Linked DNA regions of Mus musculus: all the other regions are linked to region 3. Evidence: chromatin contacts called from public HiChIP or PLAC-seq data. All regions are on one chromosome and are shown on one strand. Each heading gives the region's core, a stretch centred on a gene start, on an enhancer-like site or on the middle of the called end of the contact. The rest is flanking DNA. Distances are from core to core; before and after follow the strand shown.

The links. HiChIP or PLAC-seq counts read pairs in DNA pulled down with a chosen protein or histone mark.
Region 1: an H3K27ac HiChIP or PLAC-seq map of VIP interneurons shows a contact between it and region 3, with 5 times the contacts expected there. The contact joins two enhancer-like sites. A contact is called at or near these places in 4 of 484 Hi-C or Micro-C datasets (bone marrow-derived macrophages, embryonic fibroblasts, neural progenitor cells and 1 more) and 2 of 115 datasets of contacts at active chromatin or transcription factors (VIP interneurons and embryonic stem cells).
Region 2: an HNF4G HiChIP or PLAC-seq map of pancreatic cancer cells shows a contact between it and region 3. The contact joins two enhancer-like sites. A contact is called at or near these places in 2 of 484 Hi-C or Micro-C datasets (embryonic stem cells and olfactory sensory neurons) and 1 of 115 datasets of contacts at active chromatin or transcription factors (pancreatic cancer cells).

Annotation. Positions count from the first base shown.
Region 1 is chr11:8,780,035-8,784,838 of GRCm38.p6, forward strand. No RefSeq gene overlaps it. Among named protein-coding and RNA genes, the nearest start is that of Gm36772, 17 kb to the right of the region's middle. Within about 2 kb of position 1,462, at least 36 of the 459 cell types and tissues checked have an H3K27ac peak or open chromatin away from gene starts, as enhancers often do. A contact at or near this core is called in VIP interneurons, where this site is marked.
Region 2 is chr11:8,690,625-8,694,738 of GRCm38.p6, forward strand. No RefSeq gene overlaps it. Among named protein-coding and RNA genes, the nearest start is that of Tns3, 28 kb to the left of the region's middle. Within about 2 kb of position 2,742, at least 137 of the 459 cell types and tissues checked have an H3K27ac peak or open chromatin away from gene starts, as enhancers often do. A contact at or near this core is called in pancreatic cancer cells, where this site is marked.
Region 3 is chr11:8,421,626-8,426,219 of GRCm38.p6, forward strand. No RefSeq gene overlaps it. Among named protein-coding and RNA genes, the nearest start is that of Tns3, 240 kb to the right of the region's middle. Within about 2 kb of position 2,801, at least 83 of the 459 cell types and tissues checked have an H3K27ac peak or open chromatin away from gene starts, as enhancers often do. A contact at or near this core is called in VIP interneurons and pancreatic cancer cells, where this site is marked.

The sequences.
Region 1 (4,804 bases), core at 212-2,711, 360 kb after region 3:
TAAAAGTATTAAAAAAGTGAAATGCTGACAGCTGTCACCACAGGAGTAAGCCTCTGAAGCATGCTCAGTGAGTGAACCACATTTAACATGATTCCATTTGCAGTACCGTCCCGAACTGGCAAACCAATAATGACAGACAGTAGACTAATCCATGTGGCGAGAAGTAGGAAGGAGGTGAAAGTGCTAACAGGCATATGGCTTCTTTTGTGTGCTAAGAACATGCTGCTGGAGCCAGGTGTGGTGGCGCATGCCTTTAATCCCAGCACTCAGGAGGCAGAGGCAGGCGGATTTCTGAGTTCCAGGACAGCCAGGACTATAAAGAGAAACCCTGTCTTGAAAAACCAAATTAAAAAAAAAAAAAAAAAGAACATGCTGCTGTTAGAGTGTGGTGATGGTGTCATAGCTTTGTGAATCAATTACGGCCTACTGCACAGTACTGATAATGGTGTGATTTATGGCAAGATAAGTAACCTTCACTAAAACATGTCCAGTGCTTGGGAACCATGGAATAACCCAGAGTGTTTGCTGTTGTGACTCCTGGACAGTGCCGCTGTCACTAGCTCCAAGCTCCACACAGACTCCTCATCTTAGGTGATCGGTTACCCAGCTCAGGAGCACAGGGCTGAAACACACCCTCCCAGACTCAGAGGTGAGACTTTGGAACCATTTTCTCTCTCAATATTCCCTGCTTCATGTCTGTTGGCCTCCCAGCTAGGCGGGAGGAAATAATACTTTGAGCGAAGACCTGTGTCTGATGGAGTTAGGAACCTGCTGCTTCTGTGTTTATTCTCAAGGTTTTCCTCTGACTATTGCATCTTGTCTTCATCTAGTATTGTGCGACTGCTCTATTAGGAATGCAGTTGTGGTAATCTATGAGCATTCTACTCCAAAACAACATGTCTATGGTTTGGCTCCAAAGCACCCACCAGGTAGGCACTGCAGTTTTATTTAAAAGTGCTCTTATTATACTGAGTCTTAGCAGCTCAATAGTCATAACTATTCAGTCTTACAAGATGAAAAGATTCTGGAGGCTAATGGTGATGCTGGTTGCATAGTTACATGAACACATTAAACGCCACCGAGTTGTTCTGTGCAATTAAAAATTGAGAGAATAGTAAATTGTATGCAATTTTTAGCTTATTGCTTTGTTGTTGTTGTCCTTGAAAGAAGAAAGAGCAAAAGTTGCACCCTTTCATCCCTGGAGACCAATGGCCATGGTCCCTGGAGCCCTCACCTTTACACTGATGGCTACAGTCCCTGGACACCCTCAGACTGATGGCCATGGTCCCTGGAGCCCTCACCCTTACACTGATGGCTACAGTCCCTGGACACCCTCAGACTGATGGCCATGGTCTCTGGAGATGCTCAGGCTAATGGCCACAGTCCCTCAGACTGATGGCCACAGTCCCTGAAACCATCAGGCAGCTGCCTACTCTCTCCCAGCTGCAAGGCTGTTCTCTGGTTTCCATGGATGCTCTAAAGGCCTTGAACTTGCTGCGAACTTTCTGGAGTTCCCCTGCTACCTCCTGGCCAGGCTGCTATAAATAATAATGATGACGATAATGAAAAGAACTGCCCGAGATGCAGCAGGAGGCTCTGCAGACTCACAGGCGCACTGGGGAATGAGAAATGTCATGACGAGGGACTGCTTCATGGACTCAGTGCTAATAAATCATAATAATTAAATACAAGTCCTCATCGCTTGAAATTCATTTCTTTCATTTCTTGTAGCATGGCAGGAGGATGAAGGAAATAGCAGACTATTCTGAATCCCGACATCGTCCACCAGCTCAGGGTTGGTCCAGGACCTACTGGCTGTTTTTGTCCATGGCTCTCAGTCCCTGGGCATGGCTGCCTGCAGCCTGGGCCTTATCTCTAAGGCAATTTTTTCATTTTCTTCTTTCCTGTGTAGAGTTGGTAAAGGTGACCCTTAGGTGTAGACAGCACAGAGCATGGAGATAGATTGACAGTCCCTTGCTCTGTTCTTTCCAGGATGAGTCAGTCCCATTCATGCCCTTGAAACTGCAGAAAGTCGCTGATATCTCAGGAAGCTGGAGCTAAGGGAGCAGCCGTTGGCCTAAGTCCTCTTTAGAATGTGTGATGCTCCGAGGAAGCTGATCTCTGTTGTGCTTGCTGACTAAAGTCTCCCTGATCTCTGTGTCTTTCTTTCCATTCTCAATGTTTTGTTCTCACACTGGCAAAATCCTCCAAGTGCTGGTGCCTGAGTAGGACAGCTGTTCCCTGTGCATAGATCTGGCTTGCAGGCTTCTTTTTCTGGGATCCATGGGAACTGCCTTTGCCACCATGGCTGGGGAGATGCAGAGATCCTTTTACACTTCTTACCATGTGCTTACACCTTTGCACAGAAGTGATCCACATACATGTCCTCTCCCAGCTGCTTACCCACGGCAACCCTTGCTTCCTTCCGGGGTGATGGGATACAGAGCTTCCCACTCCTCAGTGAGGGAGGCTGGGAAATGTCTTGGTGGAGTTGAAGGTTATGGGAATGTTGCCAGACTCTTATGGGAGTGGAAGGCTACTCTTTTATCCAGGTAGATCGTATTCCTGTTTTCTTGGCTTCACCTCCTGGGTTTACTGATCTCTCCTATTGGCAGGAAATAGGGTGACTTAGGGAGAGTCGGACACTGATGCTCTGGGAATCAGAAGAGGGGAACGGATCCCAGACAGACGGGAAAGCTTGGAAGGGTGTATGATAAGGAGTGAGCAGAAGTTTCCTGTGTCCACTGACAGAACCACACATGTCCAGGCTGCATTCACCCTCACAACCTTGTGCAGATGGCAAAGCCCAAAATAGAAATCCACAGAGCTCAGTTTAAAAAGCCTGCATGTTCCTGACAACAGGACAATAGAAAGCTTTTGAAGAATGCTATTCAAAATATTTGGTAACAAAGCCATTAGGAGCCTTTTAATACTGCTTAGATTTTGTGTAATCTTAGGTTTTCATATAAGCAGATCTTTGCCTATGGATGAAAATCACCAGACTCCAAAAAATCTTCCCTCTCCCCTTTCCTTTGATCTTGAGTAAAAGAGTGGAAGTTGAAGCTATGGGATTTGTGCTCAAGCCCTACCCAGGCTTTGCTCTGGAGATCTGGTAGTGGGGACGAGCAGCAGGACATAAATGCCCTGTGAAAAGTCCTATGTGTGACAGGTCAGGAGAGAGTATGAAGTATCCATCTGGGTACAGGGTACGTAATGGATAGTGTCATTTCTCTACCCAAGTGATTCTGATGGCCACTCTGCCTTGAGGTTAGGAGGTTTGGATGGTGTGAAGGGAAGGTAGGTGAGCAACTTGCCCTTTTAGGCAGGCAAGAGTGCGTCCTGCAGCTCTGCTGATGGGAGCACCTCATGCAGCTTTGCTGGTGGGAGCACCACAGCTCTGCTGATGAGAGCATCACATACATTTTTGCTGGTAGGCCTAGGAGTTCCCTAGTAAGGAACATTTCCAACCTGGTAGGCTGGGTACTTCTCTGCCCATCCCTATAGGATTTACAAGTCATGTTTGGGAAGCTTAGCAGTTCCATAGGAAACTTCTATAAATAGGGTTGCCCTTTGAGCATTCTCAACCCCTGAAAGGCCCTCAAGACCTCAGCATGAGGTATCTTTGAGCATCTAATCAGATGGGTATTCAGCTCATGGGGTGTCCAGTGACTCATCTTCAGGGCCTCCATGTGCAGATGTGCCCCTTGGATTTGCTGTTCAGAGAAGCTCTCTAGCACCAGCTGTCTGTCTCTAATGAGACATCTCTTCTGTACCTCCTTGGTGACAATCTGTAGGCAAATCTGACCTTAGGAGAACAGAACACATCAGGCAGAGTGTGCTACAAGAATAGTGCAGGTCTCACGCTATCCAGTTTGTGTGACATGCTCTATTGTTCCACTAGGAACATGAAGAAGTATGAATCTATGGGCAGGTTTGTAGAAGTCTACATGTAAGCTGACCTTGGATTAGTAGATTTCAAAGAAATTAGTTTAACCCTTCCTCTCATGAAGGATTTAAAAAAAATCTTATAGATATAAACATTGGCATTGGATCAAAGTCAGCATTGCAAACTATAACAACAACAACAACAACAACAACAACAACAACAACAACAGTGTTAAAATGCTCAGAGGCTAAACTGAAAGACTTAGATAATAAAAAATTGTCTATTGTCCTCTGTGACATTACTTATTGCCTATCAGCTCCTCATCTGTGCAGTAAGACTTTCCTACTTTGCAAGACAGAACAGGGGATCGGGTGAGATGCGGAAGGTAAAATGCCCCACCCCTCAGAGCATTGCATAACATCCATGAACACCCTTTTGTGCAGGAGGTGGGGATGTCAAAGACCCTACTGTGAGACACAGGGAAGTGGGGACAAGACTAAGCTCCTTCTGGCTAACACCAGCACTGCTGTCCAGATCTGTTTTCTTAAACCAGAGAACACTGCAAGTCCATCCAAAAGCCAATCCATTTTCCAACTTGGGCTTTGTTGCTTGGACAATTTAACATCCATCCAGGCACATCCACAGCTCTGGAACCAGTTGGAGCCGCTCTGGCCAGATGGTAGAGGATAAGCCGATTACTCTGTGCAGTGCTGTTCTGGTTTGGGAAGATGTAATGATCTCCGTTAATGTGTCAGTCTGTGGGGAGCACGATTTGAGTCAGGATTGACAGCCTGACTGGTTCTGAACCCTCTACAACCTGGTGAATTCTTGCATATTAGGAGGAAATTAAAATTAAAGCTCTGCTTAGCAAGTCATAGACTAGCAGGAGGAAATCTCATTAGGAAAGTGTAAGGGGAT
Region 2 (4,114 bases), core at 1,492-3,991, 270 kb after region 3:
GTTACAGCTACCATCAACTCTGAAGTTTCTTGTCTTTCAGGCTTACTCAGAGAAGATCGTGGGATCAGAGAGTAAGATATGGTGTGGCCAGAGGGGACTGGCATTAAAATAGTGAATGAGAATGCTCGATGTAGAAGAGGTGAAGGGCAAGCCTTACTGGAGCCTGCCCAGAAAGGATTCCAGCTTAGCAGCTGAGCATGGAGGGGGAGCAACTGCTGCTGGGAAGGGTGGTCTGTGGGCACCTAATCAGCTTATCCAAGGAACATGCGCAGCATCTGGGGAGGACTGGGAAGAGCCCAGTGAGTGGACTCATTTAAACAGGAAATCTGGGAAGAAAGGAGGGGAACAGAGTGGAGGAACAGAACAGGGACCCAGTCTCCATCCAGACAAGAACGCACCAGCCTTGTCCCGGTCCTTCTGTGAATCTGAAAGAAGCAGCTTTCGTGCCATTGCCTTTCCAAGGGAAGAAAACCAAACCAAACCAAAGCAAAACTGAGAGGTAGAGGAAATGGTATGTGATGGCAAGTCAGGTGGTATAATGGAAGGCAGAGCCTGTGTGACTCTTGGTTTCATCAGGTGGTGCACAGGTTTGGCTCAGTGACATTTGTTTTGTGCTTAGTTGAGTTTTGGAGGGTTTTTTGTTCGTTTGTTTTGCAAACCTTCAGCAAGCAGTAAGATTTTTATAAAATCTAAGAGTGCTACTTCTCTTTCAACATAGTCCCATCTACTATACAGAATTCACCTTTCCCCAGATGACAGCCACTTTCTAGAAGATACTGTGTGCTCTGTACAGGCAGGAAGAGACCAGGCTAGATCAGTATCACACCCTGGAGCCGTTGAACAGAGGGACCAGGTTCTTTCCTGTCCTTAGTGTTAGGCTGCCCAGCCCTTTCCTAACATCTTGTTAGGTGCCTTCTCCAACCTGAGAGCACCCATCAAGGCTCCCCAAGGCTGGGGCTTGAGTTTTCAGGCTACTAGAGTTTTCCCTCACTGTCACCGGTGCAGAGTATCTGAGGAGAAATAGGGCTAGTCACCCCTTTGCCTGGAAAGCTAGGGCAAGTCTTCACTCCATTCTTCCTCATGCTTCACACCCAAGACATTTTTTCTTTTCTATTTTCTTTTTTTAAAGGTGATGTCAAGCAGAGACAGTTGTCCTAGTCCCTGGCAGCTGCTGCACGGAACAACGCATCCTCCTCCACCCTGGCATTAGTTATGGCTGTCAGTTAGGGGAGAAGGAAACACTGGCTGATGTCTGATTGCCTCCAGGCCCTGGAGTCTGTGTGCTAGAAGATTCTGGCTCCATGCAGGCTTAGCCAACTTAGAAATGTCTGCTTGAAAATGAACTCTTTTATGTTCACAATTTCACAAATAGAAAGCGCCTGATTTGGGGATCGGGACACTGTGGTCATGAGTTCTCCATGTGGTAGCCATTGAGCCTCGAGACTGCCTGCCCAGTATCATCCCTCATCTTAGCTGTGCCAAATGCCAAAGAGCTTTTGAAATGTCACAGTGGAAATTAGAAACAAAGACGAGGCAGACACCTAAGCCCAGTGAAGCATGTTTACTTTCATGACCTTATAAGCAGGACTCTTTGCAAACCTTCCTCTGTTTTTTTATTTTATTTTATTACATGCATTTATTTTGTGCGTATGTGTTTATGGGTGTGCACATGTACCACTGTGTGTGTTAGAGGTCCCGGGACAATCTGTGGATGTTGGCTCTCTCCATCATGTGAGTTCTGGGGACTAAACTGTGGTTCTCAGGCTTGGCAGAAAGCCGAGTCATCTTGCCAGCTCATAGCCAAAGATCTTTATGTTTATCAGAAGAATAGACTGGGCACCTTAATGTATGGCAAGATGTTTGCCTTACATAAAACCGAGACGTCCGAGCTGGTGGGAAAGGAAGACAGGTGAGTGAGCTGATAGAGCCAGAGCTGTCAGTCACAGGGTCAGGACTGGCTCTGGAGTCTCTGTTCATGCAGCTGGGAAGTATGTGGTCACAAGTACCCAGAAGGACAGCCAGAAAAATGAGTGACACGGTATATAAGGCAGAACGTGGAATCTGGCACAGTACCAACACTACTTTCTCTTGACACGTGCATCTGTTTGTTGAGTGTGAACTTGTGTCTATGTGTGTGCACAGTGTGCATTTAAACAAGCCTGTGAGTGCGGGCTTTTGCAAATGGAGGTGGGCACGCTGTAGAGTGTGCATTCTTGCGAGCGAGGGTGCGTGAATGGCAGTGTGTGTGTGCTTCTGCTCCTTTTGAGTCCTGCCCAAAAGACTGGCTCGGGCCTGATTTGTTTTGCCATTTGCCATCCTTTCTCTCCTCCCCCATCTCCAGACAGAAGCTCACTCTTAGTATAGCTCAAGAATCAGCCCCACCCCTGCATGTAACCTGATCCCCCCGTGGAATGCACAACAGAGCTTCAAAACCCTGGAACAGGGCTAATCCTCTTTATTTGGCAGCATCTCTGAAAAAAAAAATAAAATAAAGTAAACCAGTGGGGGCGAGGCAGGAAAGTTGGAGGTCCCGCTTCTGCTGTCTGTCCACACAAAGCCCGCTGGGCCTTGGGCTGCTTGCAAAGGAAAGACATTGTCTTGTGGATTACAAGACATAAAGTGGAAGGCTCTTCTGTAATTATGCCTGAAGAGTTTAGTCGCCAGTGTTTGAAGCCAGGAAGCAGTCCTGTTGCTGATCAACTATATGTTTACTGAGCCTGTACTGTGAGTCAGGCCCCTGCTGGGCGGGATCCAGGGGTGCAGAAGGGAAAACGCTGCTGTGATAGACCAGAGCCTTCCCTGCTGCAGACATCAGCCCCCAAGGCAAAGGCTGCCAAGAGAGCTGCCCCAGCCCAGTGCTAGTATAAAGCATGGTTAGGTTTAAAGAAAGGCCATAAAGGTCATGACCATCCTGCCTTTAGAAATGCATTCGCATGGACTTACATAGGAACTCACTCCTGGGCAGATGACACGGATTTATTTATCTTATAACCCTGGACCTTTGTAGAGCCCTGGATACAAGGTCAGTCACCCTGGTCCTAACGCTCGCCCAGGTCTGTATTACTGAGGGAGAGGCTTTATCGTGAGCCCTGCTGGGATCCCAGTCCCGCCTTTGAGTATTTGCTTGCTTTATTTATTTGTTTAAGACACAGAGCCTTTCTGTGTGACCCAGGCTAGCCTTGAACTTGCTATGCTGGCCTAGCACTTCTGGCCCTCCTGCTTCTCAGGATCTCACTGTGTACCACTTGCCCGACTTGTTGTCATTCATTTGTCCTCCTTCCTTTTGATTTTCCTCCTTATGTATGCATGTTTTTCTTTATTAAAACGGTGGTACTGAAGGTAATACTCAGCAAAGGTGTTACACATCTCACAAAATACCTGGTTAACAGCATATGTGTGCATTTCAGCATTGCGGGACAGGCTTTTCCTAGGGAGACACTACACAAGGATCTATTCCCCCCAGATAGGGAGACCACAACAGGCCAAAGAAGAGATATCACCAAAGTCCAACTCGATGAGCCCATGGGTTTTATTAGGGTTACTTACAGGAGTCTGGGTAGAGAAGAGTAGGCTGGTTCCAGGAACTGGGCAATTCTAGGCAAGTCCAGCTTCAGAAGCTGCCCTGCCACCTGGCCTGAATCAAGGACAATGGGTTACCAGCAGTTTCCAGATCTTCCCAGAAAGTTCCACCACACCCAGGTAACGGAATGTCTGTAGAAATGGACCCAACATATTACCATAGAGGTCACCTACCCTAGAATCCCCTAATGTGCTTTAAATCAGGCCTGCGAGCTCACTTGGCTGTTTCTCTATCTTGGTAATGGGAGACCCCGGCACGCTGGACTAATGCAGAATAAAACACTCTTTGAGTTTACATCCTATTTGAGTCGGGGTGTCATTCTTCATGGTATCACAGACCCTTACAGGATGAGAAGATACAAACAGGAGCAGAAATGACTCAAAGCTCACCCTAGTATGGGTGACAGCTCACCAAAGCTGGAACCATGGAGAACACTGCCTGTAGGCAGCTCAAGAAGTTGGAGCTGTCCCTTCCATGTGACTCAGTACATCTAGACTTCTTGCAGGCAGCTTAGCTGGTTCCTTTAAGGCAGCT
Region 3 (4,594 bases), core at 1,551-4,050:
AGGAACACCCTCATAGAAGCAGGGAGAGGAAAGATGGGATAGGAGGTTTCCAGGAGGGGGGCAAACTGGGGAAGGAGATAATATTTGAAATGTAAATAAAGAAAATATCCAATAAAAAATAGCAATTCTGTGGCGATCTCTTTATTCTAAAATCTTACAACTAGCAGCTAAAAGCTCTAGGATGTATTTTCTTAGTAGACTGCCGATTTTCAACAATGCTAAAGCCAAGAATGTCTTCGGAGAGCACCTGAAACCTGCATTAGAGATTGTAGGGAGCCATTCTGGACTTCCTGGTCAGCAGGATGGAAGTCTGTTCCAGGTAGTAAACAAGCCCATGTTTGGTGGATGGCCCACCCTTAATCCCTGATTGGCTGAGCAAGCCTGCCTGGTGAGGTGATGTGACCTGTGGTGATTGGTGGGGGCGTGGTTGTGGCTGGAGTGGAGAAAAACACTTGTAACTAGAGAGGCTGGGGGGATTTGAAGAAAGTAGCTGCCTGAGTAAACTGCTTAAAGAAGAACCGGTGGTTGAGTCTTTCTTGCTGGTCGAGTGGGACGCGACAAGAGATCTCCCTGATTTGCTGCCCTGCTAATCCCATCTGTGATTTTTTTAAAAAAAACACCTTGAATAATAACTTCTTCTCATAATCAGGCCCCAAACACTGACACCATTGCACACACTAGCAAGATTTTGCTGAAAGGACCCAGATATAGCTGTCTCTTGCGAGGCTATGCTGGGGCCTAGCAAACACAGAAGTGGATGCTCACAGTCAGCTATTGGATGGAACACAGGGCCCCCAATGGAGGAGCTAGAGAAAGTACCCAAGGAGCTAAAGGGGTCTGCAAGGCTATAGTGGAACAACAATATGAACTAACCAGTACCCCCAGAGCTCATATCTCTAGCTGCATATGTATCAGAAGATGGCCTAGTCAGCCATCAGTGGAAAGAGAGGCCCATTGGTCTTGCAAACTTTATCTGCCTCAGTACAGGGGAACGCCAGGGCCAAGAAGTGGGAGTGTGGGAGGGAGGGGAGTTGGGGGGGAGGGTTTGGGTGACTTTCGGGGTAGCATTGGAAATGTAAATGAAGAAAACACCTAATTAAAAAATAATAATAATAAAAATTTAAAAAATAAATAGTCAATCAAAAATAATAATAATAACTTCTTCTGATACGTGGCTATAGCAGCTCATATAGCAGTTCTAGGTTGGAACTTACTATCTGAAGCCACCTGGATCCATGTTCCCAGCCAATGGTCACTCATATTAGGCTTGGAATAAATGGTCTCCTTTCCTTCCAAGGACAGAGCTGTGTTTTTAGCGGACACACCATACACAATTAAAGGCTGCAGAGCTGCTTTCCAGGACCCATCCATCTATACACACATTCCTCTTGTTTCTTAAACCAACACCAACTGGAAAAGCATCTGTGGATAAAATTTGTTTTCAGCTGAGTTAAAAGCATAGGTCCCCCAAAAATGGCCTGCTCGGGACCATAATCCCTGCTAGGCTGTCAGCAGGGGGGAGAGCTTCAACAGATGTCACCATCCCCAAGGCCTCCGGAGCTCATCGCGCTGTTAAAGGTCTCCTTCACAGGGGATGTCTATGGAAGTCGGGCGGCATAGCAACCATTTTACTCACAAGTGTAAAGTGTTAGAGTATTCACAGTTCACTCTCGCCATGGTTTTAGAGCAGGCCCACTATTCCACAGAGAAGGCGCTTTTGTCTGGTCTCCAGATGCAGAAACACACACACACATACACACACACACACACACACACACACACACACACACACACACACAAATACCCAGAGAACTATGCTTCTGCAGAGGTAATGAAGAGGAAATGGGAATACACAAGGGGGTCAGAAACTATACATACACACACATACACACACATACACATACATACATACATACATACATACATACATACACATATGTCATGGCAGACAGAGCTAGCATTCTACCCACAAGGTTAAACTGCTAGAGCATATTCACATGTAACAGACAAAGAACAGCACCCTCTCTCCTTCCCTTAGAAACCTCCACAGAACCTGTTTCAGCTCCCAGGGGACATCCAAGGAAACATGAAAACACGAGGACAGTGCTTTATGTGCTGGCTCGTGTCGGCTACCTCTGTTCTGGGGGCATGGATGATACTGGATTATTTGTGACACTACTTATGAGACCGACCTCAGGTTTTCAGTCTGAATGTTGGACTTTTTGCAACTCCTGCCATAGTTGGGGTGATAACACCACTTGTTGGAAACATTCCCCCCACTCATTTGATTGTCTTCCTGGCTTCCACACGCCCCGTCAGGTTTCATCTGGGACTAACGGGAGGGCTGAGGCCTGCAGTTGTCAATAACTAGGGAGCTCTAAGTCCAGGGTCTACCATGAAGTTCAGGTCCAACCCAGGCCATAAGCAACAGGGCTTCAGTAACTATACTTTTATCCTCTAAGGCAGTGACTCTTAACCTTCCCAGTGCTGCTATCTTTTAATACAGTTCTTCATCTTATGGTGACCCCACTCCAACCATAAAATTCTTTTCCTTACTACTTCATAATTGTAATTTAGCTGCTGTTATGAGTCCTAATGTAAATACCTGATATGCAGAATATCTGATATGCGACACCTGTGAAAAGGGTTGTGACCATCAGGTTGAGAGCCACTTTTCTAAGGGGACTAATATTTGCCATTACACTCATCCTCCCTTTTAAGCTGGCAACAATTTACAGATTATAAAGACACCCTGCTGTAGGAAGCTATGATAGCCACTAGGGGGCAGGATCACCTCACTGAATTCTCAACAACTGGCTGGCTCCACGCAGCACAAAGCTGGGGGCAGAGGGAGGAGAGCACACTGGTAATGGAGGTTTTGCTTGATTCTTGGCATTAGAAGGCAGCCTGCACTTTGGGGGAAGCCCGGGAAGCGTGCATGCACAAAGAGGCAGGGACTGAGTTCCTGCAGCCTCCTCTGCTGCATTGTTGGTTGTCCTGAGAAGGCAGGATGTAGAAAGCACCGAATGTGAAACAACACATTCGGTGGTGTGAAACAACACATTCTTTGTGTTTTTCCTTTTGCTGGTGGCCAAGGCACAACCCTAAACTTCATGGTCTATGAACGGAGACTGGGCCACTGCCAAGACAGACTGAGAAGCAAGCTACTCAGTGAGCATGACCACCACACTACTTATGCCTTAGAAGCCAAGGCCAATTTGCTGTTTTCAAACCGTTAAAAGCCGGCAGGGCCACTGAACCTGTAGAAAGCTAATCATAAGCCCGTTGTCACTGCAGGAGGTTAGAGATTTATCAGCTCAGAGCACAGAGGAAATTCTTGTTGACTTAGAATTTGAGGTCATATCCTCACCCAGATGGAGGGGAAACATACACGTGTGTGCCCAGGCTAATGATTCCTGGGACTCATCTCAGCGGGTGGCAGCTTGGACACATAAACCAACCAACCATAGTGATGCACTGCACTTAGCAAACAGCAGGCACTTAGCTCGAGTCTGCTCTGCAGACCTAATCTACTCAGTGTAGAGTCAGAACCCAGGAGACCTGGCACGGGGCATGAAACTGCTGAGCCTCTGGTTCTCCAGTATCTGCCCTACAAAGACGCATGCACAGAGCAAGGGTCTGGATGCTCTTTGTCAAAGTGGGGAAGCTTTTAGTGACACAGTGACACTCTTCCTATCCATCTTTGCCCTGCATAACAGGCTGGAAAAGTAGCTTCATTGCACTGATGAGCCAGTCCTGCACGAAGAGGGAAATGCTGGCCAGGCAACACAGCAGATGGATAAAAGATGAGCTCACTTGTCTAGGTAGCCCTGGAATTTAGACCTGGCCTCCTTACGTGCCAGGCTTGAGGGCTCGTCCAGTAAGAAGTGGACAGCCGCAAGCTTCCTTACCCTTAAGTTAAGGAGTTACTGAGACTGTGAAGTCTCTGTACCTCATGAAATGGTGGTAGATGTTTCTAAGACTCTTTAAATGGCTGTCTGAAGTGTTTACAAATAAGAGGTTCATCTCAGGCCCCATACAACACTGAGGGAGCACAATGAATCCAGTATGTGGGGTGAGTAACGAATGGATTGGGGTGGTAGGCCTCCGTGGTGCCCAGCCCAGCCCAGGCTACATCCAGTCATCGCTGTAACACCTTTCATTTCTAGTACAGGCATTTAGACTTATAAATTTCACTCTGGCCACTGCTTTAGCTACACCCCATGGATGCTAGTTTTATTTTCTACGGAACATTCATTTCTATGTGAAACACCAGGCTTCCTTGCCCACTACCTCGGCCCCACACAAACCCTGCTACTTAGAAAAGTGTTCTCTATCTTCCATGTGTGCAGAGACTTTTCTCACCATGGCACTTCATTGATTTCGAGGATAATTCCTTACTATACAAGAATAAACTCTGTTGTATGGCATACATTTGTTGAATTTTGTCTGTCTGACAGCTTGATCTACTTTGATGGCCATTCCATGAGGATTTTGAGAAATGCCCAACTTTACTATTTCTGTGGGTTGTTCTGTGTCAGTCAGAAGCTGCTGGGAGCTTCCGTTGTTTCAGTTTTCCTACATTCTTCCTGAC